Regions from separate parts of the Mus musculus genome. Here region 2 is linked to region 1. The links are chromatin contacts, called in public Hi-C maps. All regions are on one chromosome and are shown on one strand. The core of a region is the stretch at or near the end of the contact, and the rest is flanking DNA. Distances in the headings are between cores, read along the strand shown.

Evidence for each region. Hi-C and Micro-C count contacts between places; a contact is called where the count stands out from the background.
Region 2: a Hi-C map of B cells shows a contact between it and region 1, with 5 read pairs. The contact joins the promoter of 9530082P21Rik here to the promoter of 1600012H06Rik in region 1. A contact is called at or near these places in 1 of 39 promoter capture datasets (cranial neural crest) and 1 of 484 Hi-C or Micro-C datasets (B cells).

The regions. Positions count from the first base shown.
Region 1 is chr17:14,941,799-14,949,172 of GRCm38.p6, reverse strand. 1600012H06Rik (RIKEN cDNA 1600012H06 gene) reads right to left here and starts at 5,989. Exons shown (of 2, transcript NM_026451.2): 1 at 5,854-5,989; 2 at 3,234-5,606. The coding sequence starts at 5,560. The coding sequence ends at 5,003. Wdr27 (WD repeat domain 27) reads left to right here and starts at 6,049. Exons shown (of 25, transcript NM_175173.3): 1 at 6,049-6,076. It overlaps Phf10 (PHD finger protein 10), which reads left to right. Exons shown (of 12, transcript NM_024250.4): 10 at 2,410-2,518; 11 at 2,786-2,974; 12 at 3,989-4,179. The coding sequence ends at 4,074.
Region 2 is chr17:23,745,923-23,752,727 of GRCm38.p6, reverse strand. It overlaps 9530082P21Rik (RIKEN cDNA 9530082P21 gene), which reads right to left and starts at 3,492. Exons shown (of 3, transcript NR_015472.2): 1 at 3,018-3,492; 2 at 2,629-2,927; 3 at 1-1,050. It also overlaps a transcript of Kremen2 not described here.

The sequences.
Region 1 (7,374 bases), core at 4,740-7,239:
GCCTCATATGCAAAATAAACATTTTATAATCTGTAAACATTTTTAGTAACTAAAAATGTTTCAGGTATTTCAAAGATAGGAACAGCCAATATATAGATAGTATATATTAATGTGAACAAAATTATTGAAAGTTAACCTCTGTATAGAAAGTATTAATGAGCCAAGATGTGCCTAACTATTTGGGTACTTCAAGCTGACACTCACACACTTTAGAATATGGGAATTAAGCATAATGTATGTGATGTAATAGGATGACTGGTGCTTACCCTCAACTTGTAGGACGGTATTGCTTGGGTTACATTAACCTGAAATTAAAGAGTAACTGTTAGGTTCAGGCCTACATACATAATTAATATCTATACTATGTTAGTGCTACCACAAAAGTTTCAACTTATTGTGCTATTTTTTCAACAAGAAAAGTAAGTATACACGAGCCTTTTATTTGAGATGCTGAGGGCTGTTGACTGAAGAAAACTAAAAGGCTGTGGCAGTGTGTGAAGGCGATCAGAGGGTCCTAGTGAGGCACAGGGCAGTCCTCCCCCTCCCTCAGTGCTGGTCTTCACTTTGTCTGTGAGGCCCTGGATGCAGGGTGTGGCCTCTTAGAGCTGGGATGCTGCAGGAACAGTGTGCTTTTGTGTGTTGAACTGTAGCATCTCTACAAAGGGCCACAGTGGCCTCTCTCCCACTTCTCCTGCTGCCCTCCCACCTATCACCTTTCTTCTTTCTTCCCCATCCCGCTTCCCTCTCCCATCCTCCAGTATTTTTCTTTTCAACAAGATGGAGATCATTGGGTAAGAAAAACGTGAAGTGGTTATCAGGGCATTGTGTGATTTTAAAGGTGAACCCCGAAGTTGCTAGTGTCTCCTTTTATTATAGGCATTATGTATACTTTAGTGATTATAGAACTTGAATTGCTCTAGAATGTGAATTAGTTTGTGTTTTATTTCTTTTGAGTTGCTTTGTAAAGAGTCAATGAGGAATTCTCTTTTCAAAATTTAATATTGTGTGGTTTCTTCCCTGACTTTAGTAAAAGATATTAGAGGACTTACTCTGCTAGTATCTAACTTAAAGTGTAAGTTTATCTTTTACATATAGTACAGGTTATTGAAATTTCTGCTGCAGATCACAGCAGTTAAGGCTCAATCTTAGAAGTGAATTTCCTAGCGTTTTTTTTCCACTGATGTCCAGGACACAGTTAGAGCATGTGCTTAGGATGCAGATGCAGCAGGAAGAGCAGAGTGACTAACTGCTATCTGGGAGAGCAGGGTATAAACGAGAGGAGGTGGAGAGTAGTCAATGGGACATTCTATATGTTTGTTTAACTCCATATTTATTATTTTGTAGAGACCTTTGTGATTGTTTAGTTATTGTTTTTTTATCATATTTATGTATAAGGTTGACTTTTTCAAAAATAAATAAGCCAAAATTGTTTTTGAATGCCTCTGTCATCTTTTGCAAAGAAAATATTTAAAAAAATTATTTAGGCCTGACAAGGTACACAAGTGGCAGTGAGATATTTAAAGTGAGTTTAGATCTCTGTGGTGTAGTAATTTAGAAAAGAGATACAATTATCCTGTCATCATCTTTGTCCCCCTTCCCGGCTTTTAAAACCATTTATTCGCCAACACCTATAGTACAAGTGAGCACCGATTGTGAAGGTCAAGATTACGATGCTCAGACATCCCTTCCTTGCCTTGGTAGTTTAGGTGTAGGAAACGTCTTATACTTTGTCTTATTCCATGTTTAAAGCCCTAATTCTGTGTATGTTTTTAATCTGAAAAATACTCAAAATATGCTTCGTGTATTTCTTACTTGACTACATTCTCCTTGTCCGATTACATGTCATAGTGACTACTTCTCTCCTTTACCATAGTTCTCCTAATTCTTTAGACATGGAACAAGAATATGCATACAACTTAGATTTCTACAGACATGCATGACTGTATGAATGGGACATCTTTTAATGAAAATGTTCAAATATTGTCTATTTTTTAAAAAATAATTTAGAGGTTCTGTGAAAAAAAAATCCAGTTTTGAAATAAGTGAATATATAAGCTTTTTAAAACTTAGGCTTAGCTTTTCTGTGTGGTCACTGGTACATGAATTTTCTTTCCCAATTATCAGTGACATTTGGCATCCTATTTCATTTTCCCTTCTTGGTCTTATATAGATGATGTGATGGAGCACAGAGTACTAAATTTAGGCAACACAAGTTTAATGCTGTTTATGGAGTACAGTCTAGGCTTTCATCAGCAGGGGAGGTTTATATCCATCTTATAGCTAGTTGCAGCTTACAAAAAGTTTCATTAGCAAATTACGAAAAGTAAAGAAAAGGTAATAACAGAATCCCTTTTGAACCCATAGTGAGTTCTTCTGGCATGAATTTATAGCCCTCTTCTACCCTTCCAGCCAAAGGTCATTCCAAATGCTCTATGTGGAATTTGTCTGAAGGGTAAGGAGTCCAACAAGAAAGGAAAGGCTGAATCACTTATACACTGCTCCCAGTGTGATAACAGTGGTAAGTAGAGATGTCTCCTTAAGATTTTAACCTCACCCTGAGTGTTGCCTCAAAAGCTAGGGTTTATTGTTGTCAACAAGGTGTCCATCAAAGAATCAACAAATAGTCACTTACTAGACATAGACAAAGCCCATGTATCCTCTACATTGTATTTTGATGTTTTTATAGTGATATTAAGCATGACAGCCATTCTTGGGAACTAATATTTTATATGCCTTAAGTTAAAAGTTCTTTTGTGAAATGCTATTCATGTTGGTTTTGATTTAGGCCACCCTTCTTGCTTGGATATGACCATGGAGCTTGTTTCTATGATTAAGACCTACCCATGGCAGTGTATGGAATGTAAGACATGCATTATATGTGGACAGCCCCACCATGAAGAAGAAATGATGTTCTGTGATGTGTGTGACAGAGGTTATCATACTTTTTGTGTGGGCCTTGGTGCTATTCCTTCAGGTAAAGATGAAAAAAACAAAACCCACATTATCTTGTGTGATGAAGATCTCCTAGCAGTTTTTTTAAGGCTGCATAAATGGCATGAATATGTTCCAAGTATGATCAAGCTGTTATTGTCCATGTCACAGATACTTGATTTTCATCCTTGCAACCAAGGGACCAAAGGACAAATGAGATGGCAGAAAGCCTAGGTTAGGTTTGGGGGAAGTATAGAATGAGCTGGTGTTTTCTCCTAAAATTCCTAAAGTAACAGCACCAGTCTGTCTCAATGGTTTGGTTTTATTTTTAAAGGTTATCTATTAACAAAGTGACTGCGATGTCTTTACATATGCTAAGAGATTTTTATAAAGTGAGGCAACATGACAATTCCAGATAACTTTAGGATGGACACAGATTCAAATAGTAAATCACAGTAATTCTATTAAAACATTATACAGGTAATTGTGCAATTTGAAGAACTTAGTTGCATAGTTAACACCGTATAGTACTCTATAAAAAAAGGGTCCTGGAAGTCCTTTAGAAATACCCAACTTGAATAGTCACTTAGGTTTTTGTAGTAATTCAGATCAAGTGTATGGGATAGGTGCTAGTTTTAAAGTGCATGGAGAGGGATAGAGAGGGAGAGAGAGAGAGAACACTGTTAGAATAGTGGAGGAAAAGGCCATAGAAAGCCAGCTTCTTTAACATGTTCTACATTAGGAATTGTGTTGTTGAGCTTTCAAAAGCATGATGGTATTTGAATTTTCAGAAGGGTAACAGTAGTTTTGTTTAAGGTACAAATGATTTTTACAATGCCGTTTGGCCATGCACTAACGTTCACACTGCATTGGTTACACTGATTAAGGGTTGTTTACATTCTCTTCCTTGGCTTAAGGAACCAGTCTGTACTCCCTCCCACTGAAAAATCCCAGGGAGTTATCACTACAGATAGCTCAGGAATGAGATTAGATGGTTTGTACTCAGTCCTATAAAAATAAAATTCCACTCTATATTAACTAACAATTTTTCTCCTAGGTCGCTGGATTTGTGACTGTTGTCAGCGAGCTCCCCCAACACCCAGGAAAGTGGGCAGAAGGGGGAAAAACAGCAAAGAGGGGTAAAATAGGCTTTGACCCTCATGTTTGGGATATTTGGTGCCAATTTATTTACAACACTTTCATTTTTATGCCAATAAAAACTTTTTTGAAATTAACGATGACCTTAAACATCAAGTTGATTTATTTCTTTATTAGCAACTTCTACCCTTGAAACAAAGTCAGAGAAATGGCTCATTTCCCCAGGCTTTAATTTCATAGTGTTGTTTTTTCCAGAGATCAGCAGAAAGAGGTAGTAGCAACTTAATTTGAAGTATTTCTTCTTGAATATAACAAAGTTACCACTTGTTATGACTCTGTCTTGACCTGATTAGGTAGTATCATAGTTACCTAATAACCAGAAAGCTCCAATCTGGCTAAGCAGAGGAAAGGGCAAATGGCCCAAGATCTGGTACAACAGGATTTGGACTCTAAATCACCAGCACAGCAACAGTTTGTCAATACTTGCTGCCAGGAGAGCTTGCTTGGGTATCAGGTACCATACCCCTACTGTGCAGAGGCTCTGGGAAGAGCGAACCTGTCACTGCATTTTCCACCTGGCTTTAAAATGTTAAAGACTTTAAAACTCGAAGTGCTGTACTTCATTTAAATGTCTATAAATTCTACAGTCATCAACTTCTGCACCAGCAGTAAAGTTTAATCTGATTTATACAGCCTGTTACTGTAATCTTCTTACTCACCTGACTAACCAAAATGCATTTAAACATTTTATTGAGCAGACTCCTTTTTATAGGAATTTTAATCTCTAAAATATTGTGCTTGCTGCTTTTCCTGCTTGGGGAGTAAACTGAGGTAACAAAACTGTATGGCTTTATTTTTCCATCCTAGTCTAGAAAAAAGTAACCAGAGTTTCACCAGGTCAAGTAGCTAGGTTCGCAGCAAACTGTAATCGCTCTGTGAAAATAAGGGTTTGTGCTCCAGCATATTCAAGGGATCAGAAGAGAATTTCAAGCACCAGTTTCAAAATGCTAATCAATATCGTCCAGAGAACTGATTCCTCCTCTTGGGCTGCCTCTTCTGGAGCGTAAGCCTGCTGCTGACTGGCTCCTGTTGGGTCAGTGAAATAGGCAGCCTCTCCGAATGGGTACTGATCCACAGTTCTGTCATAGTATACCCTCATCTCAAAGTCGCTCTCATGGTGAGAGGGGTGTCCATAAATTCCTATCCCGACCGGTCGCTGGAAGTGTGCCGGTATAGAGACCACATCCTGGCCGCAAGTGACAGACTGCAGCTCATAGTCGTCGAAGCTCGGGTGCGGAGTGCTGTCCGACACGTACAGGTCCGCATCCCCTCTCAGGCTCTGCATCCTGAGAATAATTTTACCCTCATGGTTCAACCGCAAGTAGCTGTAATTCCCGGCTCCTATTTGGCCCTGGACCACGTGCAGAAGGAGCCACTCCTCCGGGACGTCGTCGTCTTCCAAACATTTTACCAGGGTCACCACCTGGGACGCCAGGATCATCAACAGGGCGCGCCTCCAGGGAGTAGCCATCGCTGGGGCACTCAACTCGGGGACTCCCTCATCTGCAGTCGCTGTGCTGGGAAGGTACGGGTGACAGGCGTGACCCGAGGTGCTCGTCCACGCAGACCAAGATTCGTGCACCTGGGTCCCGGGAACCGACGGTGGGGAAGGGGAAGGAGAGAAGGGATAAAGAGTAGGGAACAGCAGAGAGGGAGGAGCAGAGGAGGCGGGTGGGAAGAGGGAAGCGGTAAGAGGGACCTTAGGACAGGCCCCTGGGGGCGCAGGTGTCTGGAGAATAGCGAGGTCGCCAACCCCGAACTCACCGCCACGCCCCGCAGGCCACGCAGCACCCGCAGCACCCGGGCTCAGCCTGGAACTCGCCCCAGCTGGCGGAAAAGAGGCCGCGCCCGGAAGTGTGGTACTCCGGAAGCGAGGGCTTTTGGGAACCAACTCCGGCCTAAGGGACCGGAAGTGAGGTAACGCCAGGCTCTCGCGAGAATAGAGCAGCTTTCCCCCGTAACCATAGCGACGCGGCTGGCGTGGTCGGTGAGTTCCGGGGAAAGTGGGCTGGACGGTCGGTGAGGCTGCCAGGGATTGCAGCTTGCGACAAGCTCCCTTGAGGGGATGACTGGGAAGCCTGCTCCCGGATGGCGGAGGGCCGAGCCGCGCCCGGTCCAGCCTTCTCCTCCCGCGCCCCCAGAGCCGCGCGTGAGTGGCCTCCCTAAGCCCTGCAGCACAAGCCCCTGAGTGCGGGCAGCACCGGGAGGGACACTTTTGGATTTGTCTTAAACCATGACAGAAGGGAAATATAAATTTCAACATGAGAACTACTAGTAAGAAATGATTCCTCCCCCCCCCCCAAGCCCACAATTGCCATCACCCCACCCCCCACATTTTTTTGGGAAGTAATTTAGTAATTAGAAAACTTAGTGTACATTTAATCAAGTTTAGTGGCGAGTTCTTTAGCCTTTGCTTTTTCCAGCTTGGCAACGCGAGCCACAGACTTAGGGCCCAGCACGTTGCCTCCTCAGTGGCGACGGATCTCGTTATATCTGTGATTACAATTGATCCTAATAGCTTCCACCAGCTTAGCCAGAGCACCCTTGTCTTCCGGGTTAACCTATGTGAAGGCAACAGTGGTGCATTTCTTCCTGTGGACCAGGCGCCCCAACCTGGGCAGGACAAGCAGGAAAACCACCAGCTCAATGGGGTCTACATCATGGGCAATCACCACCAGCTGAGCCTTCTTGTTCTCCACCAAGGTGGTGACTATATTGACTCCTGCTCAATGGACAGGTGGTCTCTTAGTTGGGACGTCGCCTTTGCCAGCAGCTTTCTTCTCAGCAGGGGCCAGTAGCCTTTGCTTCTTTTGCGTTGTCTCTGGCCTGTACTTGTGGGCAAGCTGTTTGCCTGTCCAGGGCCTGGGTGAACTGGTTAATGGCAGGAGGGACTTTGAGCCGCTTGTAGAGGATGGCTCTTTGCCGCTGCAGCATGATGTAGCGGGGCCATTTGATGAAGCGTGTAAGATCTCTTTTGGGCTGGATGTCCTTCCCAAATGGCGAAATTCGTGGGCCTTTTCTCAAACTAAGGATTGACCACTTTTTTGGCCTCCTGGTCCTTGACACCGGCGATGCTCAGGGTCACCTTCTTCCCTTGGCTGTCTTTCCTTTAGGCATCTTGCTTGGCTGGAGGAGAAAGCATGCACACAGTTCTTAAGACTAGATTTCATGTCTGGAGACTTTTCCTGGTTTATAAATGGGTGGAAAGGCAAGAAGTTCTTTGTCTCATTTTACAAGAACACCAATCGCATCAAGGAGGTTCCACATTCAAGACCGAGATTACCT
Region 2 (6,805 bases), core at 2,243-4,742, 8.8 Mb before region 1:
CATTGTGGATTTGGTTGGTAACTCATGGGCAATGGTGTTTGCTTGGCCTAGATCAAGACTTGGAGGGGACCTGCTGAGGAGCTATCCCCAGCCCTGGGGAAGGCTTGAAGAGTGGGCCATGTACTACCTCTCAGCTTGAGTTCTTCTGAGCTCATGAGAATGAGTTATAGTGAGCCACAAATGGAAGCAGTGCCCCAAGTGAGCCACAAATGGAAGCGGTACCCCAAGTGAGAGCCACAGATGAAAGTGGTATCCCAAGCAAAGGCCAGGTTTGCCTCTTGAGACGCTGGGCACCTCCTGGGCAGGCAACTCCCCACTTTTCATCTTCGTCATTAACTGGCTCTGATTACCAGCCATCCTGGGCCTCCACCTGAGATTTGTCTCCAGTCAAAAAAAGACAGTCTGAAGGCTGGGGAAACGGCCCACTTAGTAAAGTGCTTACTACATAGCTATAAGGACCTGAGTCAGATTCCCAGCACCTCTGGGGCACATGTCTGTAATCTCAGCACCAGGTAGAGAGAAAGGATTTCAAGTAAAAACTCGATGGTGGGGTTTGATTTGGGTTTATGAAACATGGTTTCTCTGTGTAGTCCTCCTTCTAGGTAGCTGTCCTGAAACTTACTCTGTAGACCAACCTGGCCTAAAACTGAAATCCACCTACCTCTGCCTCCTGAGAGCTGGCGTTAAGGATGTGCCACCACTGCCCAGCAACTGTGGGATTTAATATACATTTCCATCCCTCTACTTCCATCTCACCTGGAGACCAACTACTCACCTTGCAACGGGAGGCTTCCACACCCACTTCTCCTCAGGCCCCTCCTCAGCCCGCCAGTGCAGACTCCACAGTTCCTGCCATGGGGTCCTCTCCCTGGCTGTGTGTGTCAGGTGTGATTACCTCACTTAAGGACCAGACACCAGAGATGTACTTAAGGATGTCTCCAGGGCCCACTTGGTCTTTAGGCCTTCCTCCACTTGCCTCAGCCTACAGCCTCTTGCTCGGGAAGATATCCAGTACTCCAGGGAGACCAATCTTGTTCTTATTCTGCAGGACTGTAATAGACTCAGTGTGACCTTCCTGACCATGGCAGAGGCCCCTGCCAAACAGGAGGGTATTAGAGGCTTGGCACGCTTTCCTGCAGCCCTAGACACTTGTGCCCTGTCCACGCTGGTCTCACTCCACACTGCCCCCAAGCCCACCAGCCTGTCCTGTCCAACACACACTACTGCTTTGAACAATTTACCAAGATCAGCTGCCAAACACTCCCTGTTATTAGCTCATGCCTTTGGTGAACCAGGTCTCTGGGAGGTCTGAACAGTGTCCTTTGCCTGGAGGCACACACAGCTTCAATCAAAGTGGCAGCCCCTAACTAAGGCTGGTAGCTCATCCTCTCCTGTGCAGCTATGGGCAGAAATCTAGACTCCAGACAGTTCACTGGCCAAATCAGGCCCTCTAGGTTCATCACCAGCATCTTTTTTGTTTGTTTTTTGTTTTTGTTTTTGTTTTTGTTTTTTTTGTTTTTGAGAATCAAGGTCTCAAATTCTATGTGCCTATAGTCCCAGTACTCAGGGAATCAAGGTATGAGGATCTCAGATGAGGCCCGATGGGGCTACCTAACAATTTGCACGCCTGCCTGAGCTACATAGCAGACCCCACTGAGAGTTAAGGCCAGGCAGTGCTTTGTTATCCAGGCTGACCTTGAGTCCTAGACCCAAGTCATTCTGCTGCCTCAACCTGCCACATTTAGCTTAGACCACAGGCATGCACCAGTGTTCCTGTCCCCATCTCTTACTTAACTCAGAGACAGTTTAATTAATTAGAGACTATAATTAATCTGCATCAATCCCTCCACCATCTCCACACAGTGTGACATAGTCAGAGAAGAGTGTTGGTGCATGCAGGGTTACGTCTACACTCCAGAGAACTGGCTGGTGAGCCTGTGCATCAGCAGGGGCAGGAATCACTTTCAGATTCGACTTGCCATGGCCTAACTAACCTGCCATTACTAATTCACCCTCCCTGACCCAGGGAAGCTCAGCAAAAAAATAATGAGGTGATCCTGGGTGATCTCAGGAGTCCAGGTCACAGTGGACACAGGGGGCCTGCAGCAGTGTCCTGACCCAGAAAGTTCCACAGGCTTACTGCTCACCAGCCAGGGACCCCTGATGTGCTTCAGTAGGCCCTGCCTTCTCTGGTGCCTGGGCTCAGCCAAGAGAACTCAGGGACTACAAAGGGTGAGATTGCAGTGGCCCTTGCCATGGTCCCAGGAAGGAGCCAGCTGGGACATGAGACCCCAAAGCTCTGCCTGGGCAATGACAGAGATTTGGGGAGTGGAGGTCAGACATAGCTTCCTCTGCCTGCTGAGACATTCATTGGCCACTCGCGAGGGCCTTGTGCTTTTGCTTCTAGTCCATGGCTCCCCTTTGGGTCACAGTGTCACCCCTACCGCACCCCCAGAGGAACAGGCTACTGCTAAGATGGAGTAACCAGGGCCTTGACTTCTTGAGGTGACTCTGGGGAGAGAAAGCCTTGATGCCACAACCCAGAGACAACAGACAGTTCTGCTAGTGTGTCCCCTCCCTCATGCCTGACACCCGAGGGATGAGGATCCAGCCCTCACCCCACATTACCCTCCTCCCATGGATTCAATCCTTCATCCACATTAACAGGTGCAGGGTGCTTGGCCAATACCACGACCTCCTCTGAAACACGGAGGTCTCTTCAGACCCAAAGCCGAGGGGCTGTCCTGGTACCAGTAGGGTCTTCAGAGGGACAGTAGGGAAGGCTGTAGAGGGCCATGAGGCTCTGAAGAGAGGGTCGCCAGCTGGCCCTGACCCGGGCTGTGGATGAAGACAAGCTGTAGCTCTCTCCAGTTTGAGGACACCTCCAGCCCTCATGGCAAGGGCTGCTGGCATCTGGACCTCCAGGCCTGGGCACAGAGAGAGTCATGAGAAAGAGAGGAGAAGGTTCTAAGGAGATGGCTGTGGGCAGAGGCATGGAGTCAGGAGAAGGAAGGTACCTCTTTGAGACAATGGTAAGCCAACGCCAGGAGGGCCAGGAGGGCCAGGACACCAGCAGCAACTGGGACCCCCACAGGCATTTGCAGCTCCCAGCTGGTGCCGTAATTTTCCTGCGGAAAGAGAAGACAGAGTCAGAGGTCTGGGGAAGCAGGACGAGAGAATGGGCAGGATACAGTTCCTACCTTTCTGCTCCAAACCAGCGGACTCTGAAACCAAGTCATGGTGGTTCCTCACCAACTACTGTTGGGTCTCCAGGATCTTCTTCCCAGAGGTCCCCACACCCCTGACACCCCCTCAAGTCAGTCAGTGTAGCAACCACCAGGCGAAGTCTGATTGCAAATGACTGGACAGGGCCTTTCTGTTTAGCCATCTCATCCTTCGAAAGTGAAACCTTTCCTTCCCAGGCCTCCTGTGAGGGAGGGGCAACGAAGAACCAGCATAACCCATAGCCCCAGGTCAGTAGCCGCCCTTCCTGAGAGGCCCCTCCAGAAGAATTTTATGGCTGGAGCAGACAAACTGACTCCACCTCTCAGAATTACCAACCTAGTCCAGAATGGCAAATTCCAATAAATCACCGAGAGTTCTCTGGAAACAGTTCTCTAGCACCCCCTAGAGGCTGGAGGCAGATGTAAATAGCAAAGGTAGCTACCCTCTGTGCCTCCCAGAGGCAAGACTTGCAAAACTGCTGGACACATATTTCCCCAACTGTGGCATCCCAGTAGGGAAACTGAGGCAGAGGAAGCTCAAGAAATTTAGATGAACAAAGTCATGGGTATCCATGGCTGAGTGTTCCCTAGCCCCGACAGGCTGTGAGCACTTATGACAAGCCAGCAGCAGCTTATGTTACAATGAAGGTGAGTGTGGGACTGGTGATATGGCTCAGCGGGTAAGAGCACTGACTGCCCTTCTGAAGTTCCTGATTTCAAATCCCAGCAACCACATGGTGGCTCACAACCACCCGACAAAGGGATCTGACGACAGCTACAGTGAGTGTACTTATGTATAATAATAAAAGTCTTTGGGCTGGAGCGAGCAGGAACTGAGTGATCAGAGTTGACTGGAGCAGACAGAGGTCCTAAAAATTCAATTCCCAACAACCATATGATGGCTCACAGTCATCTGTTCGGCTACAGTGTACCCATATACATAAAATAAATAAATCTTTTTAAAAAAAAAAAAGGTGAGCGTCGTACACTGAGGCAGCCGAGGCAGCCCTCTCACTTCTCACTGAAGTACACTGAGGCAGCCCTCTCTCTCACAGTTGGCCAGGTGGTGGTGCAGACAGAGGAAACGGACATGGTATAGCAGTAGGCTTTTGAGACCCAAAGCATCAAATGGCACCTACACAACGTCTTACTTATGACCTATGACCAAGGAAGGTGTGATTCAGAGAGGAAGGTGTAATTATCGGGAAGTGAGAAAGACAAGCAGACTCTGAGGTGGGGGAGGGGAAGTGTGAAAGCAGGCATGCATGCAGAACACCACGTGCCACCGCTGAGAGACCCGGATATCCAACTGAGAATTGTGGGGTTCCTTTTGCTGAGTCTGCATTGGCATCTACCCTCACTCTGATGGGCTCAAATGCACCCTGGGAAATGTCCTGGGGTAATGCCACCCAATGTCTCTCTCTACACACACACACACACACACACACCTTGAGCTGGACAAACCTGATATCATGTGCTTCCAAGGAAATACAAGCAAAGGCCACCCACCCTCATGTCCAAGTTTTCTGTTCTTGTCTCTCTGCTGTCGCCACATAACAAGTATGTGCAGGTAGTGACAGATCAGGAAGCTTCTTTGTTCACCAGGGTCAGGGTCTTAGGCACTGTGACCCTATACTAACTTTCAGTACTTTGGTTTCTCCAGCTGTGAAAAAGCTCTCCCAGGGAGCCTGCAGTGGGATCGCAGCTCTCAGTGGAGGTGTGGGGAAAGTAATGGGACTTATGGTCCTGGACAAAGAGAACTAGAAGGTGGGCATGGTGGCCAACACTTTTAATTCTGTCATGCAGGGGGCAGAGGCAGGGGAATACTGTGAGTTCCAGTCCAACATGGTCTATTATGGCAAGCTCTAGTCCAGCAGGGCTACAAGTAAGACCCTGTCTAAAAATATATAATTTTTTTTTCTAAAGAGAGAGCTGTTGGGTGTGGTGGCACACGCCTTTAATCCCAGCACTCGGGAGGCAGAGGCAGGTGGATTTCTGAGTTCAAAGCCAGCCTGGTCTACAAAGTGAGTTCCAGGACAGTCAGGGATACACAGAGAAACCCTGACTGGAAAAAAATAAAAAAATAAATAAAAACAAAAAGAAAGAAAGAAAGAAAGAAAGAACAAGAGAAAGAAAGAGAGAGAGAGAGAGAGAGAGAGAGAGAGCTACCTGGTGTCCCTCCCTAGCCACATGGTTCTGTGGAGTTAGAGAACCCCAAAGATGTGATAGGAACAACGGTGTCAGTGCCCAGCACCTAGAGCAGACTCTACTTGAAACCAGGCTCCAACACTGACTAGCTAGTGAGCCCATAGTTGCCAAAGGCCTCTGAGCCCCAGTTCATGGACCTGCAGAATGGGGAGGTGCAAATGTTCCCCTAGGGCCATGGGAATGCTGACAAGCTGCTGCCTGCACAGGGCTGAGTGTGGAATGCTGGGGAAGTGTGTGTGTTAGTGGTGCGGGGCATGTGGCCTGTCTTACTTTTCAAAGGTTCCTCAGCCACCCCAGACTGGAACTTGTGGCAGGAACACACTTCCTCTTTCCACTCAGTGTCCCCAGCCTGGTAACTGAATACCATCTCTCTCCCTTGTCCCTTTGCAGGAGACAGGACTGGGCAGATCCATCCTAAACTCTGGAGAGTTGTTTTAAGGCCCACTGTTCGTTGGCCAACTCTGCCATGCATGAGATCATGGACATTCACTTGTGTTCTTCGCTTCTTCCTCCACTGGACTGACCCTCACATAAAACGTGAGGGGAAAACTACAGAGCTTCAACATTCATTTTTGCCCTCCGGTGGAAAGGGAAGGACAGACAGGTCTTCTTGGAGTGTCCTTGTTAGATATCTGGAGGGCTCTGGTAGAGTCAGTACAAGAGGGGGACTCCCGGCTGGATCCTCATCTTGGCTGCTGAGCGAGCTGCCAGAGGAGGCGCCACTCACTAGCCTACAACCTAAAGCAAGTCCGTCTCCTTGGAATACCCCACCTCTATCGCACTCCCTCCACCCCCTCGCAACTTGTGGTAGCCCCAAGAACCTTCGCATGGGGCGCCAGCTACACAACTGTAGGGCTCCCACAGCTAATCTTTGATCTCTGCCACGTACACTTGGGCCTCTCAGAATGCTCCCTGTGAATCTTGTTTCTCCATCTGCTTCAGGACGTGTGTTAGGTGGCAAACGCTCTCAGGACGGTCAGAGCTGGGTCAAGTCAACCTGGGTCCAAGGTATACAGAGGTTAGTTAGTAAAGGGTGGGCAGGCTGGTCTGATGGGCAAGGGGTCTGGACAGGGTAGGGCTGCCTAGAGTCCCCCACCCCCCCATCTCCCTCCCCGGGTCCCCGCCCCCGCCCTCCCACGCACCTGCGCTGGCCTCCCCCCAAGCCCCGGGGCAGCACTGGGAGATCAGAGGACTCGGAGGAGTCGGGCTCAGGGGGAGGGGGCGGGGAATTTCCCCCCACGCTTGCCTGGGCCTGCTCCCCTCCCCCTCCCCTCCAGGTGGGGGGCACCGCTTGGGGAATTCCGCCAAGGCAAGGCTCCGGAGAGCCTGGGCTGGGGTCCTAGGGAGTGGAAGAAATGGAAACGGGAGAGGGG